2 separate regions of the Capsicum annuum genome follow, and region 2 is linked to region 1. A link is a contact called in public Hi-C data. All regions are on one chromosome and are shown on one strand. The core of a region is the stretch at or near the end of the contact, and the rest is flanking DNA. Distances in the headings are between cores, read along the strand shown.

Evidence for each region. Hi-C and Micro-C count contacts between places; a contact is called where the count stands out from the background.
Region 2: a Hi-C map of bud shows a contact between it and region 1, with 2.7 times the contacts expected there. The contact joins the enhancer-like site here to the promoter of LOC107842964 in region 1. A contact is called at or near these places in 3 of 5 Hi-C or Micro-C datasets (bud, leaf and placenta).

The regions. Positions count from the first base shown.
Region 1 is chr9:22,630,318-22,637,187 of UCD10Xv1.1, reverse strand. LOC107842964 (eukaryotic translation initiation factor 3 subunit A) reads left to right here and starts at 5,475. Exons shown (of 14, transcript XM_016687054.2): 1 at 5,475-5,602; 2 at 6,392-6,453. The coding sequence starts at 6,408.
Region 2 is chr9:22,756,686-22,763,535 of UCD10Xv1.1, reverse strand. LOC107842966 (mitochondrial amidoxime reducing component 2) reads left to right here. Exons shown (of 8, transcript XM_016687057.2): 4 at 938-1,026; 5 at 1,108-1,172; 6 at 1,662-1,764; 7 at 2,194-2,304; 8 at 2,385-2,782. The coding sequence ends at 2,507. Among protein-coding and RNA genes, the nearest start is that of LOC107842966, 15 kb to the left of the region's middle. Within about 2 kb of position 2,560, at least 3 of the 5 cell types and tissues checked have an H3K27ac peak or open chromatin away from gene starts, as enhancers often do. A contact at or near this core is called in leaf, where this site is marked.

The sequences.
Region 1 (6,870 bases), core at 4,226-6,725:
ATCTAGGGGAGCAATCATTACAACAAATTAATTTAGAATGAAGAGTGATACACAACAAATAGGAGAAAGAGCAATAATGAAGATAAAATAATATAGTAATTGATGAATAAAAATAACTAGTAGCAACCAGACTCGAAGATCAACAAATTACAAGCATAGTCCAAACGCGGTAAAAAACTTGTAAAAACCTATATGCTCAGCTGTCAACTAACCTTTTACCCTAATATGCGACCTCCAACGTTTTCTATCTAAAGTCATTTTCTCTGTAAGATCCAAATGCCCCGAGTCCTGTCTCAACACTTTCCACTTATTAATCAGGCCAAACTATGAAATTGTATATTCACAAATTCATAAAAAATGCCAATATTTTCTTATTTTCATATTGTTGAATTGTAAATATTTACATATTTTGAATCATATTATTTTATAAAGCATCGAATCACTTGTGATCTTTTGATATTTTTTAATTCTTCAGTAAATATTTCTTCCTCATGGATAATAATTTATTTAAAATTTTCCAATTACATAATTAAAAACTTTAATAATAATCGAAACTTATCGGCAAGACAAATAATACTATTAAACTATAAGTATCAATTATAGAATAAAAATATATATAACATAAATTATACCTTTAAAATTAAAAACTACACTACTTTTATATATTAAAGGAAAAAATACATAAAATAGCATACTTAAGTATTAAATTACAAAAAATAACAACACTTTTATGAAATTACATTTTGTAGCATATGTATTTGTATTTTTGTAGCAACAGTTTGCAAAAATACAAAATACATATCGATCATAAGGGCAGTAAAAATCATATGTATTTATTTTTTTGTAGCAACAGTTTGCAAAAATACAAAATACAACTTGTTATATTATATAATTATAAAACTGTTGCTATGAAACTCATAATTAATGGAATAGATATGTTATTTCTGAATTTTGCCCTATATTAAATTTGGGTTAGGTTTTAGCAGTGGCCCATGAAACTAGTTACTATTTAAAAAGTCAGTACTATACTAATTGGGCAAGTACCAGCAGTATATATATTTCTTCAAGTTAGAATCCTTTGAAATTCCTTAATTCTTCACTAACAAAGCAGAAAACATCTGACCTAACTCCTCTCTTGGCCTATGGGACAAACCTTATCGGGCATACACTTCCAACGGCCTTTTCTCTTCACAATCAATATATGAATCCTTTTACCAACCCCCGCCCAATAACTATGTCTTTGCTTGGATTTGGAAATTGAATACCTTACCAAAAATTAAACATTTTTTGTGGCTTTGCTCACATGGTAGACTTCCTACCAATGTTTATTTCTACTATATAGGAATCTCTCCTCACCCGAACTGTCTAATTTGTCATTTAGAAGCTGAGACTCCTATTCACATCTTTGCTCGTTGTCATATAACTACAAAATTCTGGCTGGATATAGATTTAAACACCTCTATCATCGGTACCTTCAATCAACATTGGCTTAACTCCTTCAAATCTCTTCCACTCCTTATTGAGATGAAACAGCTAACTGGATGTCCTTTTTTTCTTTTGCCATTTGGCATATTTGGCTAAACCGAAACAATAATATTTTCAACCACAAAACCAATTTTTCTGACCCAGCTTCGACTACACTAAAGTGACAGAATATCTTCATCTTGCGCGGATGAAGCCTAACCAATCTGCTTCTATCACTGTCCAGATTAGATGGGTTGCCCCTCCTAATGGATATTTTAAGTTAAATATAGATGGATCTTTCATAGAGAATAATGCTCGATGCAGTATCGATGGGGTCTTTCGTAATTCTCAAGGCAGTTGGATTTTTGGTTTCTGCGTTACTGCTAATAGTCATTGCCACACTATGACAGAATTTGAATCTCTAAAACATGGCCTGGAATTTGTTATAACTCATAAATTATCTCTCTTAGTAGTTGAAACCGACTCAGTTGAAATTTTATATCTTATTCAACAGCCGACTATGCTTTTTACTAATATTGCTACTAAATGCAGGTTAATGTTGAGGAGTATAGGGAATCCAGTGGTGCAACATAACTTCCAGGAAGCAAACAGAGTAGCTGACTGTTTATCAAAAATAGGTGCCAATTTAAATCAGCCTGAAAATATAATTTCACTCCGCTCTCCACCTTTTGTTGCTGCTATCCATCTGGCCTACGATGTTAAGGGTGTTGTTAGTACTCATTTAGTGTCCTGGTCTATGTTTAATAATATATTATGTGTAGGAAATCCGTCCGTCTCTTCGTATGTAAATAGTAATGCTAAGCCTACTAGTATTAATGTTTTTGGTTGTAACTCTGCTACTGTAATGGCCTCTGATAAGAGTACCCTTTTGCTTTGTAATGCTACTTAACTTATATATATAATATGCTCCTATTTACCAAAAAATATACTTATTAAGTTTAGACTAATCTTACTACTCCATCTATTTAAAAAAGAATGACCTACTTTCCTTTTTAGTTCATTTAAAAAAGAATGATCCCTTTCCCTTTTTGGTAATACTTTAATTTCAATTTTTCACATGACATGTTTAGGACTACAAGATTAAAGAATATTTTGGTACATCTGACACAGCTTTAATTTAAGGTCACGAGATTCAAAAGTCTTCTTTATTTTCTTAAACTTTGTGTCAAATCAAAGTAGATCATTCTTTTTCAAACGGAAGGAGTATTTTTAGTACTTTGTTTTATTTATATTTTTAATTCATTTTTATTTGACCAGCATTTCGTTTTTAAACGGAGAAAGTATTTTTAGTACTCTATTTTATTTATATCTTTAACTCATTTTTATTTGACCAACATTTCATTTTTAAACGGAGGAAGTATTTTTAGTACTCTATTTTATTTATATCTTTAACTCATTTTTATTTGACTAGCATTTCATTTCAAACTTTCAGCTGACCTCGCTTAAGCCTCATGGATCATTGAACTTACTCGGGTTGAACTAAAGAATCTCATGTTCTTAAATGGGTTCGAAAAATCATAGCCCAACTCTACTAAATCACTAATTAGTTAAAAAAAAATTTAATTATCTTTTACTTGGCTTAGCCGATCCAACACGCTCAAGTCCAGGAGGCTAGCTTACTAAAGCCGTACTAAGCAGAAAAACTTACACAAAATAGCCATAGTTTCAGCAAAGTAGGTCGCGCTAACTTAAGTTTTAAAAAAAATCATTCATAGTCAACGTATCAATTGTATGCAATTGATTGTCTTTGATATAAAATATAAATACAATGACTATATGAACTGATGTATGCAACTAATGTATCAATTTGTATCGGCGAATACAATTTGTATATTATAGAACCGTATACTTGTATCATACACAAATACAAATGTATTGTTTGATGCAAGTGTATCATTTGTATCTGAATTGTTCAATTTGTATCACAAATACAATTATAATTTATAGAATAAATACAAATACAAACATATCATGAATCAAATTTAAAATGCAAATATAGAATATATCATGAATCAGTTATATTTTACAAAACAAATCAGTTGTATGTCATGTTTTAATTGAGTGGATACATATTGATACATTGAAATTAAATACGAAAGCAAATTTTGTTTATCCTTTTAGGTCCTCTTATACATATTGATACAACTAATCCTTTGCTAATATAGTGAAAAAGAGAAAGTGAGAAAGATGGATGGAGGAATGTAGCAAGAGAGAGACAGGGGAGGAAGGGGAGCGAAATTGGGAGAGAGGAAGGAGAGCCGTGATAGAGGGAAGGAGAAGAGAGGTTATAGATTGTATTAATTAGCGACTATGAATTGTAATTAATTTAAATTTAGGATAAATATATTAAGGTAAAATGGTTCGATGGACCCTTGTACTATGTTCGTATTGTAATGTGGATACTCCTACTTATATGTTTGTTATCTGCACCCTTGAACCCATTAAAAAGCAACATTTTAAATACTATTTTGGTGTGTGTAACACAATCGCGCTACATCAACTGCCACATCATTTTTAAGTATAAAAAATATTAAATATTAAAAAAAAAAATAAAAGAACTCCCCTCTTGTTCTTCTCTCTTCTCCATTTTTCTTTATTTTTCCTGTTCTCCGTCTTTCTCTATTTCTTCTTTTTCTTCTTCTTCTTCTTCTTCTCTCTTCTCTTCTCCTTCTTCTTTTCCTTCTTCATCTTCATCTTCTTATTCTTCTTGCTCTTTGAAAAAGTTGAGAAGTGAGGACCGAAGAATCTGAGAAGTGTTTTTTCTGTTTAAAATTAAAAAAATCATGGAGAGTCGATTTTTAATTTGAATCGTATAATAAAAAAACTTGAAGAATTTGAGTACCAGTTTTGTGTATACTTAGACTGTAATTTTGTGCTTTTGGGTTTTGGCTATTCAAGAACTGAAAAAGATTAAATCTTGCACTTTGTAAAATGGTGGATTTTGTATATTTTTGATAATTTAGCCTTTTTGGGGTGTTTCTGTTTTGTTTGGTTGTTATTGCAGCAGACACATATGAAAATTTAAGGTTGTATTTAGCTCATATTTGAAACTTAAGGTTGTATTTGGCTATTCAAGAACTGAAAAAAGATTGAATCTTGCACTTGGTGGATGGTGGATTTTCTACTTTAAGGTTGTATTGTTATAGCAACATATTCAAATGAAAATTTAAGGTTATACGTTATATTTTGATGGCAACAAATACATATGAAAATTTAAGGTTGTATATTAGCTCTTGTGTTGATATAGTATTGTTTTCAAGCAGTTGACGGCGTGGGGGATTTTAGACGAAAACGGAAGGGATTTAAGTGAGGGTAGTGGACGGCGTGGGGGCTGGGGGAAGTTGGTGGACGACGTGGGGGCTGGGAAGGTGGTGGACGGTGTGGGGGATGGGGGAAGGTGGAGGACGACGTGGCGGGGTGGTGGTGGACCGGCGGGGGAGGGGGGATGGTGCTGGAACAGAGATTGGGGGTGCTGGAATGGAAGTTGGGGTTGGGGAGAGATTTTAGTTTTTTTTTTTAATTTACTATTTTTTAAATATTTTAAATGTTATAAATATTTTTTTAATTTAATCACGTGCCCAAAAAATGTGTGTTTACACGTGTTTTGCCACATCATCGAGTTAATGCCACATAAGTAAATAAGTGTTTAAAATATTATTTTTTAATGGGTTCAAGGGCACAAACATGTAAGTAAGAATATTCATATTATAAAACGGACATAATACAAGGGTCCATCGAACCATTTTGCCATATATTAATTATAAACTTATGTTTGCTAAGTCCTAAATTAAATTGTTCTTTATCGAGCTTAAAAAATTATAACCCAACCCTATTAAATCCCGATTTAGGCTGAGCCTACCCAACGATCTTAACTCATAGCGGCAACTAACTGTTATAAAATTAAAAAAAGAAAATTAAAATTGCACATAACACAGGGTCAAAAAACATTTCCAATAAGTTCAGGGGGTAAAAGTAGTGTTTCCAATAAATAAAGGACCACTTCTAGTGAACCCTTGAAGCACTTCGCTATTTCTCATATATCAGGTTTTTAGGGCAAACAATAGAAACAGAGAAAGAAGAAAATTGCGGCACCCACAAAGCATCCCAAAATCCACTGGTAATTCACTAATTTTCACATCTAAATCACCCTTTCTTGTTAATTTCTAGCATTTTTTTTTCAGTAGAATTTTTACCCAATATTAGTAGCTTTAGATATAATTTGTATATGTGTGTGAATGCCCATTTGGATTTATTCATCATAGATGTGTTTAGAGACTTTAATCTTTCAGATTTAGGATTTGGGTCTTTTTTTCTTTACCCAAAATGAGTGAAAGATGAAATTTTTATCAGTTTCTTGATTTGTTATTTTTATATTTTCTTGTTGGTTCTTGATTGATATGTTGGGATAGAGATTAGTTGATTTAATTGATTGATTGTTTTTTCTTAGATTTGTTCCCAGGAAAAAAAAGATGATGAAAAAAGTTTCTTTGGGTTTTTCGTGTACGTAGTTGTAAGAGGGTAATTTGTGTTTTGTAGGTTAGGCACACTCATGGGTTCGTATAAGAAACTTGATTCAATTTTGAATGGAGAAAGGTGTAGAGAGCGGGCGCGTAGTTTGGAACTGTGTGCCATTGGATTTTAGGGATTTATCGGTTATAAATCATCTTTCTGGTTTGTTATTTGTTTTTTTTTTCCTTAGGGGCAGGGGGCGGGGGAGGGGAGGACCAAGAAGCTAAAGTTTTTACCTTTTTCGAACTGCTGATTGGGTTTTGTTGTAGGTTGTCATAGAAATGCTACTATGAATATATGGATGAAACATTATCACGAGTATATGGATGTAACATTTGTAGTCATGCCTGTTGATGAACTTCTCTGCCATTTGTCTTATCCATCTGTTCCTTTGCAGGTGAAAGATCCTTGAAATGGCGAATTTTGCCAAACCTGAGAATGCTTTGAAGCGTGCTGAAGGTTAGTGGAGTTACTCTCTGCATATGGTTTAGTATTTTTACTGAAAATTTGTCAAGCTTTACTTTGAGATGTGAGGGTATTATGGATTCTCTACATTCGCAGACATATATCTCAAGTGATGGGGCTGCGATTTTGGGGTGGGTGGGTGGGGGGGGTGGGGGGTTATATGGTCACAGGATGAGGGTGGTTTAGATGATTCTAAGTATTATGGGAGAGTGGAATTTTTGTAAATTCTAGGTATTCTAATGGCGCGTCTCTACTTCTCCTGAGGTAGTGGTATGGTCCGCGTACACTCTACCCTCCCTAGACCCCACTAGGTGGGAATACACGGGGTATGTTGTTGTTGTTGTTGTTGTAGGTGTTCTAATGTCAAAGTTTAGAATCTTGGCATGTTGATTGAGTTTTTAATGTTTTGAT
Region 2 (6,850 bases), core at 1,311-3,810, 130 kb before region 1:
ACAGTTTCTGTGTCAAGCTAGATGCTTTGACTTATAACGGGTGAAAGATTAAAAATATCAAAGGATCAATGTAATAATTTCAACAGTGTCCCTTTGTTTAAACACTGGACATCAGTACTTGCTTTTTATGTTGTATGTTTTTCTTTCGCTTCTAAAACTTGTATTTAGTGTGACTTCAACTACAGCTAATTTCTTTCTTCTTGGGTATAGAGGGGGAAGGGGTTTTAACAGAAAGCCGACTAAAGGAATTCCAAAAAGGGAACTATACAGTTTAGGCGTTGATGTCTCCAGAGGCTGTATTTAGCCTAGAAATATAACAATATTGGAAATGGTAATGATCTGTGGTTTACTCTAGTGTCTTTGACTCCATATTTTGGTCATATCTTAATTTAAAGCTTGTCCTTGAACAGTCAATTGTATACACTCTTCGTTCCATTATATGTGTATACTATATCCTTATTAGTATGTTCCAAAAAGAATGACACTTTTTTCTAAATTTGAGAATAGTTTAACTTTAAACTTCCCCTTGTGCTCTTAATGGCATGATTGTATAGGTGCAAACATCTCATGGCCAGAAGTGGATCCAGGTTTTTAAAATTCTATGGGTTCAATCGTTAAGGCTTTTAGTTGTGAACCTGTTATACTCTTCAAACTATGGGCTTCAAACCTTATTTTTGCAATTTTAGTGACTTTATACACATAAACTTATGCTCTGAGTAAAAAGTTTTAGGTTCGGGTGAACCTGGTGCTTGAATGTTGCATCTGCCACTGCTCATGGTATATTTAAGGCCAAGAGTTTCAATAATTTTTCTTTGTTATACTCTGTACCCAACTAACTATGTCACATAAGTTGAAATGGATGTAGTTAAAGATGTGTGCATCTGGAAACAAGGGACCCCCTCAGCCGTAATCATTTCACTCTGTTTCACTCGTGCAGTTTCCCAGTCTAGACCTACCGACCCTAATTATGCTCCCGGGTACAAAATAAAATTTAATGATGCATATCCCTTCCTCCTTACATCCCAGGTTAGACAATTATCATCCCTTTCTACTTCTCTCAATTTTTTTTTTAAAATTTTCTTAAGCTGATTCCTTTTTCTTTGGCAGAAATCACTGGATTTATTAAATGAACAACTCAAAGAGCCTGTGTCAATTAACCGCTTCAGACCGAAGTATCTTCTCTTTCTTATTCAATCCTTTAGAAGGAGAAACTCAGTCCTCTATATATTGTGATAGTGTATACCAAAGGAGGGAAGTAGCTCAGCTCGTTAACGAGCTACCTGGACTTTCACCTTGTTGGTGAGGGTTGATTCCCCACCTTGTAATCCCTTCCCCCATTTCCCCTTCCCATACCCCCAATATATATATATATATATATATATAGACAGTATACCATAGGAACTTCCTTAAAGTTGTTCAGACGGTATTCATCAAGAACTTAATAATTGCCTTCAACATGACCCCTCTAAATGGTGTTCTTGTTAAGATTATGACATTGACTTCTTTGGGCCAAAGACGCGTATGGTTATATGAATCTTTGAATAGAACCTGTGCCTTCTGCTGAAAATCCCATAAACGATCATTATTTTCCTTGGTTGTTAACATAGATATTCTATCTTTGCATCAATAATAACATTCTACTGTTGGAAAACTGTTCATAGTATCCTCATTGATGGATCGGATCCCTTTTGTGAAGATTTATGGAAGGATATCAAAATAGGTGAAAATACATTCCATAGCACAGAGCTATGCTATCGCTGCAAGGTAAAAGTTATCCTTTCTCTAAATCTTTATGATTGCCACTATTTTGGAATTGTTGAAGATTCAGGGAATGACATGTAGCACTTTTGTCTGAATACACACACACATAATATATTAAGTATGCATGCGAATAAGAAAAAATATGCAGACACATCCTCCGAAAGAGATACCAACAAAGAAAAACAGTGAAGCAAAAAGGGGATCTGCAAACTTATGGCTGGGTAAAATGTAAGGTTTTTATTGTCTCAAAACTTCTTGAGGTTGAAATTCTCAGTAATGAAATCTAGGCTCTATGTGTAGGAAGAATGAAGTTCCACTTCTTTTGCCACTTCTGTAGGTTTTATGTTATGCAACTAATGGTTCTCATGAATTAAGCTCCAATAATAATAAAAAGCTCATTTTCTTTGTTAACATTTCACATATGGCTTTCAGGTACCAACAATCAATCAAGAAACTGCAGAAGCAGGTTCCGAGCCAAGTGAAACGCTCATGAAGTTCCGTTCAGATGAAGTTTTAAAGACAAACAAGAAACCACAAGGCAGAGTAAGCAAATAAGTTCTCGTCAATCATTCACTTAGCACAATGACATATTCAGTTATTTGCTAATTTTGCATTGGATGCAGATTTACTTCGGTCAGCATTTAGTGTGGGTGGATTCTCTTGCACAAGAGAGAAAGACCATCAAAGTAGAAGATCCTGTTTATGTCCTCAAGATGGTTTCATCCTATGTTGATGTATCTGTGTGAAACCACATATACGTGAATTATTGTCTAGTATGTCGTGTATAATTGTAGTTATTGGCGTTGAAGGCGCTAGAGAGTGGACGAAACATGATATAGTAACTAGCAATAGGAAAGAGGAGCTGGACTGTACAACAGAAGGATTCGTGGAACTCCTTTTATTGATGAACGTCAGAAAAAAAATAACATAACGTAGGTACGAGATAAAGAACTTGAAATTTGTGTCTAATAAATAATTGTGCGGTTGCTTTTATTCAAGGATAACTATATAACTTTGCAAATATAGACTCCTAATTACTTTATTTAGCCTAAGTTTTAATTAATTACAACTCGTAGCACCTTCTTGCCTATTAATTATCTCTAATTACAATTCATAGTGTCTCTCATGTATTTTTTTTTTCTATTTTCTATCACTCTCCTTTTTCAATTTCCTTTTTCGTTTTTTATCTTTATTTTTTCTTTTCCTTTTTTTTAATCACTTTCTTTTTTCTTTTTTTTTTCCTTTTCATTTTTTCTCCTTTTTTTTTTCTTTTTTTTTTCTCCATTTTATATAACTCTCATTTTTTAAATATTTTTTCTCCTTTTTCTCTCATTTTTTTCCTCCTTTTTGTTCTTTTTTTCCTCTTCATATTTTCTCCTTTTCATTTGTGTCTACTAGCAAACACAAATACAAGAACAGACTATAAAATACAAATACGAATTATAACATACAAATACAAGTGCGAACTATAAAATACAAAAATAAATGAAAACTATAACACACAGATACAAGATACAAGTGTGAACTATAAAATATAAATACAAATGCAAACTATAATATACAAATACAAATGCCAACTATAACATACAAATACAAGTGCGAACTATAAAATACAAATATGAACTATAACATACAAATACAAGTGCAAATTATAAAATACAATTACAAATGCGAACTATTATTTGTATTTTTTATTTTTTGAAAATGAACGACTGATTTTCTTTCTACGGATACTTGTTTGTATTTACTGATACGAGTCATATTTGTTGATACAAATAAATACAATTTAAATTTTCATATAAATACAATATATACAAATACATATTGTATTTGTATTGTAAAATCATTTGTTTGTAATTGTATCTGTATCAAGTGATATTTGTTTATTTACAAATACGAATAATAATTTTGGCATACAAATACAAAACGGTACATTTGTATCAAATGATACATTACATATTTATATATTTCAGAATCAAGAAAATACAATTAATGTATTCACTTGTTTGTATACAAATACAAATGATAAATTGCACATAATCACGGCTAAATATAAAATGCAATTAACTTACAAATATTAAATAATTCTTTAAAAATAGAAAGGCATCGACAAAAATAGAATACAAATATAATCTAAATATACAAAACATAATAAAATCACAATACAAATATAATCCAATATAATATACAGTCAATTATAAAATACAAATACAAAATAATTCTTTAAAATACAAGAGTGAGTTACATAAAATATAAATGATGGTGCGAACTAACAAATACAAATATAATTGCGAACTATAAAATACAAATACAAGCGCAAACTTTAAAATATAAATACAAATACAGTTGTATCAATGACTACAAAATATAAATGACGTTGTGACTACAAATACGATAAACAATTGTGGTATTTATGTTATGATCCATGACTTGTGCTCGACTAGTCATATTTTTTGAAAATACATAAAATATAAAATAAAATTAAAAAAAAATGATAAAGAAAATAAGTACAAAAAAGAAAAAAATCAAAGAAGAAAGAGAAATAGAAATTAGAGATAGAAGAGAGAAAAGAACAAAAAGGAAAAAAAAGAAGGAAAAAATAGAAAAAAAAAAGATAAAACGAGGAAAATGTGAATAAGAAAAAATATAAAAAAAATAAATGATAGTGCTTTTGACGAGACTAAATATGTAGTGTATTGATGTTTTTTTATGAATACAGACCACTGAGGAAAAATGAATACAACAGATGTGAATAGAGTACAATGACTAAATAGGTACTATATTTATATTTTATATGAATACGGACTATTGATAAAACCAAATACAACAGACGTAAATTGAATACAACGACTATAAATAGTAATTATGTAAAATATGACTATGAAAAACGAATTTTACAGCAAAGTGTACCTATTTTTGAAAGATCCTTTATTCAACCTCTATATGTTGTGCATTTTTCGATTGTGCTCAGCAAGCTGACGTTTTATTCGTAATGCATATTTTTGGTGAACTTGATAATTCTTTAACTTCTTCATGTCACTAATTCCAGTTCTTTCTCGAATACACCAAGCTTGTTACAGATGCATCTACTTTGAGGTGCTCTATGAGCTGGATAAATTAGAATACTGCTAGTTCATTTAGGAGGTGTTTGGTATGGAGAAAATTATATTATGGAAAAAGTTTTACAACCTTTTCATGTTTAATTAGTCAAAATGTCATGAAATATACTTTATTTTAAAAATTAAGTAGACATTTGAACATGAATATTATTCATAATATTGCGAAATATGTTTTCGCTTTATTTCGGAATACTTGTTTGACCTTTTCTAATATTTGGATTTTTGAAAAATACCTCAAGAGATGTTTTCACTATTTTTGGATTCACTGCACTTTTTAATTTATTTTTTAAAATTATCTAAATTTTTTATTTTCACAAAATAACTTTAATTTTAATAAATTATGAAAAAAAAGTTAATTTGTTTTCACTTTCTTTATTTTTTTTAACTTCAAAAGCATTCATTTTCAAAATATCTTGGCCAAACACAACTCTAACTCTATTTTCAATTTCAAAAATACCAATTAAAGTGTGTTTTTTTATTTTTATGGCCAAATGGGTGCTTACCTTGAAAAGTTTTTGTTACTCCCTCCATCCCAATTTATATTAGTTTTACTTGGCACATAGTTTAAGAAAAAAATAAAGAATTTTGAAACTTGTGGTTTAAAATTAGTTGTAAATGTTTGTGTGACTATAAATTATTTAATTAAGGATAGAATAGATATTTTGAAGTTAAATCGTTACTAAATATAGAATAATGTGTCATTCTTTTTGGATTGACTAAAAATGAAAGCGAGGCATACTGTAAGGACCTGATTTATGAAATTTTTCTGTGTTCTAATCATTTTGCCTTTTCATGTAGTTGCTACATGTTGATTTTTGGTGTAAAGATGATTGACACGGTTCCCAATGCCATTAGGATGGTTTGAGAGAGTTTGTCATTTTTAGAGGCTTTAAAAGTCATATAGTTGACTTCGACCAACATTTGATGTTTCGAGTCGCGGATGATAATTTGGACAGTTTCATTAAATTAGAAATGACGAATTTGGGTTAGTAGCAGGGTTGGTTTAGGTTTGGAACCTTTATTTTGTATTTCAACCCTTTGTTTGAAAAATAGTGAAAAGGGGGTCTTGAGAGTTACTTTCACGACTCAAAAATCGATAGGTCATGATGACACTTGTCGCGGCGAACCTTGACAAGTAAGACTTTCACCCAAACTGATACACAGGAAAAAAAGACGAAAATGCACGGAACTAAACCACATAGATATAATAAAAGCGAAAAGAATAAAATCAACGCATGTAGTCATAACTCCCAAAATCTGGTGTCAACAGTATAAGAACTCCGAATACAATCCTGGAGTCAAGTTCATCAGAAAAATAACCACAAAGACATAACTAATACAGAAAGATAGAGGTGAACTCGGGATACATGAATGCCCAATCGCTACCTTGGAAGCTCCAATAATTGCCCGAGTCAAGCAAGCTGAGGCGTACTCGGGCTAGGACCTGCACTGAAAGGGTGCAGTAGGCATAAGTACGGTCCACTTGTACTCAGTAAGTATCATAGGATGACCGAGAAAAGTAGAAAATAAAGCATACAAAATACACACTATGGGCACATCACCTGCAATAAGAAAATGTCCCACAATGGCAGCCCACACCGCTTGCACTAACAGTTCTAATATATCACATATATTACAATAACACACCAAGATAGAACACAAGTATACATTATGTCACATATAAGTAGAACAAGGGAGAACATGTAGCTACAAGATCATCAAATACAAGTAAATGAAAGTAAGACAAATATATAGATGACAAGTTAATATGGAAATACAACACAATATAAACACAATGACCTAAGTTCAATGTATATGATGATGATGATGATGATGCACAAGGTCATCGCACAATCTCCGAGATCGTCGCATAATCCCCGTATACACCTACAGAGCTAAAGTTTTCCAACGTAGGACCAATGGGCGGTTCGTCAACCCGTATACAATCCACTATCTCATATCTCCTTTCC